3 separate regions of the Pan troglodytes genome follow, and all the other regions are linked to region 1. The links are chromatin contacts, called in public HiChIP or PLAC-seq maps. All regions are on one chromosome and are shown on one strand. The core of a region is the stretch at or near the end of the contact, and the rest is flanking DNA. Distances in the headings are between cores, read along the strand shown. Region 1 holds the start of DDX54 (DEAD-box helicase 54). Region 2 holds the start of DTX1 (deltex E3 ubiquitin ligase 1). Region 3 holds the start of SDSL (serine dehydratase like).

The links. HiChIP or PLAC-seq counts read pairs in DNA pulled down with a chosen protein or histone mark.
Region 2: an H3K4me3 HiChIP or PLAC-seq map of stem cell-derived excitatory neurons shows a contact between it and region 1, with 2.6 times the contacts expected there. The contact joins the promoter of DTX1 here to the promoter of DDX54 in region 1. A contact is called at or near these places in 4 of 7 Hi-C or Micro-C datasets (blood, induced pluripotent stem cells, a lymphoblastoid cell line and 1 more), 1 of 1 datasets of contacts at active chromatin or transcription factors (stem cell-derived excitatory neurons) and 1 of 1 other capture datasets (stem cell-derived neural stem cells).
Region 3: a contact with region 1 is called in an H3K4me3 HiChIP or PLAC-seq map of stem cell-derived excitatory neurons, with 3 times the contacts expected there. The contact joins the promoter of SDSL here to the promoter of DDX54 in region 1. A contact is called at or near these places in 2 of 7 Hi-C or Micro-C datasets (blood and stem cell-derived neural progenitor cells) and 1 of 1 datasets of contacts at active chromatin or transcription factors (stem cell-derived excitatory neurons).

What each region holds. Positions count from the first base shown.
Region 1 is chr10:120,016,729-120,019,488 of NHGRI_mPanTro3-v2.0_pri, reverse strand. It overlaps DDX54 (DEAD-box helicase 54), which reads left to right and starts at 1,296. Exons shown (of 20, transcript XM_009426302.5): 1 at 1,296-1,480. The coding sequence starts at 1,307. RITA1 (RBPJ interacting and tubulin associated 1) reads right to left here and starts at 977. Exons shown (of 4, transcript NM_001280118.1): 1 at 736-977; 2 at 441-572; 3 at 1-75. The coding sequence starts at 11.
Region 2 is chr10:119,888,018-119,890,743 of NHGRI_mPanTro3-v2.0_pri, reverse strand. It overlaps DTX1 (deltex E3 ubiquitin ligase 1), which reads right to left and starts at 1,290. Exons shown (of 10, transcript XM_016924300.3): 1 at 1,076-1,290; 2 at 1-571.
Region 3 is chr10:120,246,437-120,249,136 of NHGRI_mPanTro3-v2.0_pri, reverse strand. It overlaps SDSL (serine dehydratase like), which reads right to left and starts at 1,259. Exons shown (of 8, transcript XM_001153764.8): 1 at 1,030-1,259.

The DNA.
Region 1 (2,760 bases), core at 47-2,546:
GGGGTCTTCATGCTGCCTGTGGTCCCTGGTGACAGCAGGTGTGCTCTGCCGGCCAGGCCCTGCTTCCGAGGCTCCCTGTGAGAGGAGGTCAGAGTAGCACCCCTGAGCCACAGCAGTGCTAATGGAGGAAGACCGGTAGTGTCTGAAGTTCTCATCCCAAGGGTTTAGTTCTCTCTCAACCAGTCTCTCAAAGGGGAGCTGTCAACTTCAGGGGGCATTTTGGAAATTTCTTTGGCTTTTTTTTAGTTGTCATAATGGTGGTGAAAGCGGGGCTACTGGCAATTATTTACAGAATGACTCTGGCGGTGAAGGAGAGATGAACCTGTGTCTATTTAGGCACCAACCAGAAAACACACTATGGTGGTAGGGGAGACAGGCACTTTCCTATGTGTACTGATGGGGGTGGGGGCAATGACAGCCAGCGTGGATCCCATGCCTACCTCCTGCAAAGAGCTTTACAAGCATTGTTTCATTTAATCCTCTCAACAGCACTGTGAAGTAGCTTCGAATTTGTCCATTTTACGGATCACAAAACTGAGGTGAAGTCACATGTGTAGGTCACACCTATAAAGCTAAAACGGTGGAAGTGAAATCTGAGTCCAGAGCTTGTGTACTTGGCTACACTGCTATCGGGAGATCACCGCCGCCCCCACCGCCCCACATTCTGCGACTCCCAAATCAACGACCCGATTAAAAAGTGCCCGAGGTCCCTGCATTTTTGGGTTGTTCTCCTACCTGAGCATCTTGGCTCGTAGGCATCGGGATCCTCAGGGACCCGTCCCCGCACCTTCTTCCCACCAGGTCTGGACCCGTAGGTGAGCGCGCGGGGGCGCGCGGTGCATCCGGGATCCCCGTCAATCTGCAGCCCGGAATGCCTGGGGCCCCGGACCCCCGGCAGCCTAGGCCGTCCCGGGGCACCGCGCGCGGACGGACTCACCCGAGGAGCCGGCACAGGCTACGTGTGAACGGCCCGCGAATCCAGAAACCCAGAACCCAGCACCTAGCACCCAGCAACCAGGGAGCAGCCAGCAGCACTGCGGACGCGGCCCGGACCATTCGCGCCCGCGGATGGGGGGAGTCCGCCCTGGGGCGGGCGCCACGCTCCTGAAGCCCAGGAGGTCCCTAAACATGGAGAGGGGCCTCTGGTGCCACTCACTCAGGTGCGTGTGTCCTAGGCCGCCGAGGGCCGCAGGCACTGGCGAAAGCTCAGCGGAGGTCACGTGGTCACCGCACCTACCCCCCCCCCCACGCAGTTGGTGCGCTCCTCAGGCCACGCCCCCTTCTGCGTTCCCAGCACGCGGCCCGAATGGCGGCCGACAAGCGCCCGGCGGCCGGACCTCGGTCGCGAGCTGCCATGGCCCAGTGGAGGAAGAAGAAAGGGCTCCGGAAGCGCCGAGGCGCGGCCTCCCAGGCCCGCGGCAGCGACTCGGAGGACGGCGAGTTTGAGATCCAGGCGGAAGATGACGCCCGGGCCCGGAAGGTAGGCGCGTGGGGCTGGGACGCATGTTGGGGCCCGAGACCCGGCTCCGGGCAGCGCCTCGAGGCCTCAGTTTCCCCAGTTGGGGATTGGGCTCCGCAGAGTGTGGGGAGGGAGGCTGCCGACCCGAGGACTGGTCTTGGGACCGCCGGCCTGAGCACGTGTCTCGGGGCTTGTCAGGCTCAGGGTTCCGCGGCCAGAGCCTTGGGATCCCGGGGCTGGAGCCTGCGGGCCTTCCTGCCGGGTTTTGGTCGCGCGTCTCTCATTGGCTGCCTCCTGCTCGTGGGGCGGATCCTGGCTCCCTTTCGCCCAATGAAAAGTGCGGGTGCAGAAGATCTGACTTTGAGAGTTTGGAGCGTTCTTGGGAGGTTGAATTAAGGGGAGGCCGGACTGCGTGGCTTGAGACAGTGTGACGCCTCCAAACCTCTGGGAAACGAATTAAAACAATTTTTTTTGAGACAGAGTCTTGCTCTGTTGCTCATGCCGGAGTGCAGTTGTGTAGCCACGCCTTGCTACAGCCTCCGCCTCCTGGGCTCAAGCGATCCTCCCACGTCAGCCTCTCCGGTAGCTGAGACCACAGACATGCGCCACCACGCCCGGATAATTTTTAAATTTTTTGTAGAGACGGGGGTCTCCCTATGTTGCCCAGGATGGTCTCGAACTCCTGGCCTCAAGCAGTCCTCCCACTTCTGCTTCCCAAAGTGTTGGGATTAACAGGCGTGAGCCCGGCCAGTTTGTGTTTGTTGACCGTTTACTATGTGCCAGGCTCCATGCTAAGAGCTGTACGAGCCTTATTATTTAATCCTCACACCAACGTTGTGCTACCACCACCAGCAACTGTCATCTTCATTTTTCTACAGGAGGAAACTTAGGCCTAGAGGGTTAAGAAATAGTCAAAGGCCTGGTGTAGTGGCTACACGCCTGTAAACCCAGCACTTAGGGAGGCTGAGGTGGGAGGATTGCTTGAGGTCAGGAGTTCAAGATCAGCCTGGGCAACATAGGCAGACCCCGTCTCTACAAAAAATTAAAAAATTAGGATGGCCGCGGTGGCTCACGCCTGTAATCCCAGCACTTTAGGAGGCTGAGGCAGGCGGATCACCTGAGGTCGGGAGTTCAAGACCAGCCTGGCCAACATGGTGAAACCCTGTCTCTACTAAAAATACAAAAATAGCCGGGTGTGGTGGCATGTGCCTGTAATCCCAGCTACTCGGGAGGCTGAGGCAGGAGAATCGCTTGAAACTGGGAGTCAGAGGTTGCAGTGAGCCGATATTGCACCACTGCAC
Region 2 (2,726 bases), core at 41-2,540, 130 kb after region 1:
GATGGCCATCCAGGCTGCAAAGACCCCTTCCCGGTAGAGCCTTCTCTGATAAAGGGTGCTGCCCTGGAAAGCAAGTGTCTCTCTTACGCCGGAGGAAACAGCTCTAAAGTCCTTGGCCCCCTCGGCTGGCTCAGGTAGGGAGTGAGGCAGCCGCCCCTGTTCGAGGTCCAGCCTCTTCCGTGTTGTCTCTTGGTCCCTCTTCCCCGCCAGACAGGGCCTGTCACCCAGGAGGCCTGGGCCACAGCCTGCTGCTCCTGCGGCTCTCAGCCAGCCCTTTGCACTCCCAACTGCGTCCCAGACCCTGCGCCCGGCTTCAGTGGGGCTTCTCGCCTCCCTCCGGTCTGGGCCCCCTTCTCCGACGGCTCCTGCCGAAGGGGGCGTCCCTGCCCCCTTGTTCCCTCTCCACGGTGTCCTGGAAGGCCTGGGTGGCCGCAGAACGCACGGGGGAAGGGTGCGGCGTGGACCCCCGGGCGGCGCGCCTGGACTGCGGCTCCGGAGCTGGGCTGGGGGACGAGGGGGACGAGGGGGGCGGGGGCCCGTGGGCACGCCCCACCCCACTCGTGCTCGCGACCTGCCAGGAGACAAGAGGGGAGAGGGCCCTTTAAGAAGAGAGCACAGCACCCCCTCCCCCCTTCCCAGGAGAGCATTCGGCTGAGAACAATGGGGAACCGAAGGGGGACAGCAAGGGGGGCGTACGGGGTCGCCCCGCCCGCTTTCCCTTGGGGCAGGCCTGGAGGGAAGGCTGGGGCCGGGGGCGCGCTTTTCCGAGACTCTCCGCCTGGGGGGCGCCCTCCTTGGCTCCCGGAGCCTTCCCTTCCCCCGGGGCCCTCGCCCTGCCGGGGGGATGCCGGGTGCGCTGGGGTGCGCCGGGAAGCACGGGGATGCGCGGCGCTGCAGGCGCGGCCCAGGGCCCCTCGGGGGTCGCGTCGCGGAGGGGGCGAAGCCAGGAGCTGGATCGTCTCTGCCTCCCGCCCTGGGGGTAACAGCCCCGCTTCCCCAGCCCAGACGTCTCCGAGCCGCTCGCGGGCCCCCAGCGGGAGCCGGGGGTGGGGTCCCTAAGCACCCGCGTTCTCACCGCCTCTCTTCGTCTCCGGCTCCGGCTCCGGCTCGCGCTCCAGCACCGCCGCCTCCTGGACTCCCCCCGGAGTGGGAGGGAGCCGCGGTCCCGCCTCCGCGCCCGTTCCCTCCCAGGCCCCTCGGCCGCCGCGCCGAGCTTTCCGCGCGTGGACAGACTGCCCGGCCGACGGACGGACGCAGGAGCCGGCTGGCGGCCGCCGGGATCCCGCGGGTGGGAGGAGGCCTCGGCCGTGCTCCGGGAGGGAGAGGGGAGGGGGCGGAGGAGGAGGAAGGGGAGGAGACAGATCGCGGCCCTGAGCGCCACCGGCGCTGACACGCGAGTCTCGGGGCGCCCCAAATCCTCGGCCAGGCCCTCCCGAGACCCCAGGGGGCCTTCTGACTCCGAGCAGAGCGTGAGGCAGGGAGTGGGGTGTTTAGGAGTCACCGGCTTGAATCTTTGTCATCTTTATTTCCAGTCTCCCAGTCCAGGGCCTGGCACTGAATAGGTGCTCAATAAATGCTTGAATAAATGAATAAGATCCAGAGACTGTCTAAAGAAAGATCTTGAAGCATTCAGAGCTAGCCTCCTTTCCTCCTCTAACTATTCCTGGGGGTGGGAGGGTGCTGACAAGGCCTGATTCAGACTCAGATGGAACCGTGGAATCCGAAGAGTACAGATGAGGATACTGAAGCCAGAGAGAGTAAGACCCAGGCCCAGGATCACAAAAGCTTAGAGCGATGCCCAGACACCAACCTCGATCTGAATCTCCTGCCAGTACCCAGTTCCCAGCCCTGAGCCCACTTCCCCCAAAGCGCCCACCTGCTCCAGGTGAGAGGGGTGGGACCAGGGGAGGGGACCCTGGCCAGGAGGTGAGATCCTGGAGGAAGAGAAGGGCAGGCCCTCTGCCATGTCATTCACAGCCACCTGCAAACAACTGGTGCTCAATAAATGGTGGGTGAGCGTTGGTTGGATGGAAGGGAAGGCTGGAAATGGCAGCGGCTCAAGTGTTAACGGGATGGCCAGTCCCTCTGTCCTCCAGCAAGCTGGATGCAGCTGAGACACACATTGGCTGGGAGGGGGGTGGACCACCCGGGGCCTGTGGGTGTTTAGATTGGGGAAGATGAAGGATGCGTCCGGGAACTCCAGCCTGGGTGGCTGACGGGGGTCAGTGGCCTGTTTGGGCGCCTGCCCAGAGCAGCCCACGCCTGCCTCCCCGGGGCAGATGGGGATACACTAGGCAGGGTCAGGGGCAGGCTGCTCAGGGGTGCTTTCCCAGAATCCAGCTCTGGCTCTCCGGCCAGCTGGAGGGACCTCCCCTCCCCAGGCCCCTGCTCTGACCTGCAGCCCAGTGTTGGATGGGCTTTTTCAGATTGGGTCAATGATTCTGCTTGCTTTCACCTGCTGTAGACTAAAGAGAGAGGCTTTGCATAGGGCAGGGCCAAGTCTGACGATACTCCCACAGGATCACTGAGGTCTGGGATTTTAGCCTAAGGTCCCTGGATGGGCTTCTGGGGTCCATGAAGTCCCCCTCTCCCATTACAGGCAAACTTGTGTGTCGAGGCATTGTGTGTCTTGTATGTCTGGGAAGAAGGGCTCTGGCTGTCAGCAGATTCTTCTCACAGGAGACTGTGACTGAACGGATTCAGAGCAGGTGCTCAACCACCTTATA
Region 3 (2,700 bases), core at 10-2,509, 230 kb before region 1:
CCTCTCAAAACACTAGGATAACAGGTGTGAGCCACCTGTTGGCTCACAACAGATGAGTCATTAACTCACCATTGACTCCATTTTATAAACAGTGAACCTGAGGTCCAGAGAGATTAAGTAACTTATCCAAGTTCACACAGTTAGAAACAGCATAGCCAGAATTCACACCAGGCAGTGTCTTTGGCATCTGTGCTATTAACCGCGATGCTATACTTTCTCTAATATACTAGTGTTATCGTTACTATTATGAAAGCTGCATGCATTTAATATTTATTGCCAATTGTCCTTTGGAACCAAATGCTCCTGGCTCAGTTTCCAGGCTTCCCCAGCCCTCTTGGTTATACTGACTCACAAGAGGACAGCAGGCATCAGTTAAATGAAAAAGCCCCAAGTTGCCAACAGCCTTATCAACCCCAGACCCCATCAGGCACCTGAGGTCTGGGACTGAGCTGTCTTGGCCCAGGGACACACAGCTCTTGTCCCGTATGGCAGCCACCAGGGCTGAAATGGGGGACCTGGGTCTCCCTGCTGTGGAATAACCCAGGGGAAAGCAGGGGGCTCAGGCTCAGGTCCCAGTCATGCCAACCTTGGCCAAGTCACTTTTGTCACTGGGCCTTACCTGTCACATCTATGAGTTGAGGTAAGGACCACCAGTGCTGTCCACCTCACTTGTCCCCAAAGCCTTTCCCCAGAGGCCACCTTGGTGGCACTCCACAGCCAAATCCCTGGTGCCAGGGCTGGGACACCTCAGGCTGGCCCCTTGGCTGGCAGAATGCCCAACCCTGCCCCTCTGGCAGGCAGAACCCACTCTCGCCCTTCAGGGTCCCCAGCACAACACTTTCTTCTGCAGGGCACCCTGAATTCAATCGACATTCCCAGGAGGGCCTAGACCACGCTCAGGCCCTCTCACTCCCACCTGCTCAGCTTGGACTTTGCCCAAAGCCTCCCAAACTCCTGCAGCCTCTCATCAGCCTCTCATTCACACACACACTGAGCCCCAGGGGCCCCAGCTGGCCCCAGACCCCTTACCTCCCTGCCCAACTATCCCAGACCAGCGTGGCCCCAGCTCCTGCCCTCCAGCCCGGGAACCAGCTCTTTCCAGGAACCGGCTCTGTCCAGTTTCAGGCAGCTTCCGGCAACCTTGGCCCCTCCTCCTTTGTTAAAGAGAAAGCTCCAGACCCTAAGCCTCCGGGTGAAGACGGAGGAGGAGAGGGGATGAGAGCAACCCTCACTGCTTTCCCGGGCACTGCCTATGACTCATGCACCACCCTGTCTCATTTGACAGATGAGCAAACTGAAACTCAGAAAAGGGAACTTATTTGGCCAAAGCTTCCCAGACAGCAAGGGGCAGAGACAGCCTTTACCCCTGGCCCTGGGCCATCTCTTCCGGGATGCAGGCATCTCCATGTCTTCTCATTTTAGGTCTAGTGATTGTCCCGGATGCTGAACCACTGTTGGGGTCAGCTTAGGTCTGGGATGGGAAAACAAGGACAAGGGAACTTTTTTTTTTTTTTTTTTTTTTTTTTGAGACACAGTTTCATTCTTGTCCCCCAGGCTGGAGTGCAATGGTGCGATCTTGGCTCACTGTTACCGCCGCCTCCTGGATTCAAGCAATTCTCCCACTTCAGCCTCCCGAGTAGCCAGGTTTACAGGCACCCACCACCACGCCAGCTAATTTTTGTATTTTTAGTAGGGACAGGGTTTGACCATGTTGGCCAGGCCAGTCTCGAACTCCTGTCCTCAGGTGATCTGCTTGCCTCTGCCTCCCAAAGTGCTGGGATTACAGGCGTGAGCCACTGCACCTGGCCAAGGAAACAATTATTATAATTATTATTTGTGACATGGGAAAGGTATATTTTTGTCTGAAGCACCTCTCCGTCTCGGGTATTTTACACGCAGCATGAGAACCCAAGCAATTATTTGCTACTCAGATAAATGACTGACCATTCATTCATTCATTAAATGTTTATTGGACACCTACTATGTGCCAATCCCTGGAACTTTGGCCTCAAACAAAATAGCATGTCCTCTGCCTTCACAAAGCCCTTAGAGAGGGCCATTAGAGAGCACTTATTAGTGCTATCAGATGTTAGCAGCTGGCAGGGTGGGGCAGGGCTGTGGAACCCTGAGCAGGCACCCCGCCTGGCCCTGGGGGGCTGGGGAGGCTTCCTGGAGGAGGGGAAGTCTGAGTGGAGCCAGGAGTCAGGCACAGGGAGTGCAAAGGTCTGGAAATGAAAAACATGATATATTCCAGGGTCAGGGAAGTATCCAGTGGGGCTGGGAGGGAGAAGGCAGGGGTGGGGAAGCAAGTGGGGTTGAGGCTGGAGATGTGGGCAGAGATCAGAGTCCACAGGGATGCCTGTACCAATCCAGAGTTTGGACCTTACCCAGGGGCACTAGGGAGCCACAGAAGGCTTTAGGTGGGGGGAATGACATGGTCAAATTCATGTCTTGTCTCTGCACCATCTCACTGGGTGAACCTGAGCAGCTCGTGCCCATCTCTGGGCCTCAGTTTCCCTATGTGGAAAGTGGGAACAGGAAGACCTGGCATCACAGATGTTGTGTGTCCTTCTTGGGCTGTTTCTGATCTCCCCAGGTTTGATGATTAACTCCCAGCCACTTGGGGTTAGATGGAGCTGCTTGGCCGTGATCCTTAATGTGGACTCTGGCAAGTTTCTACCCATACTCGCTTTAGACACA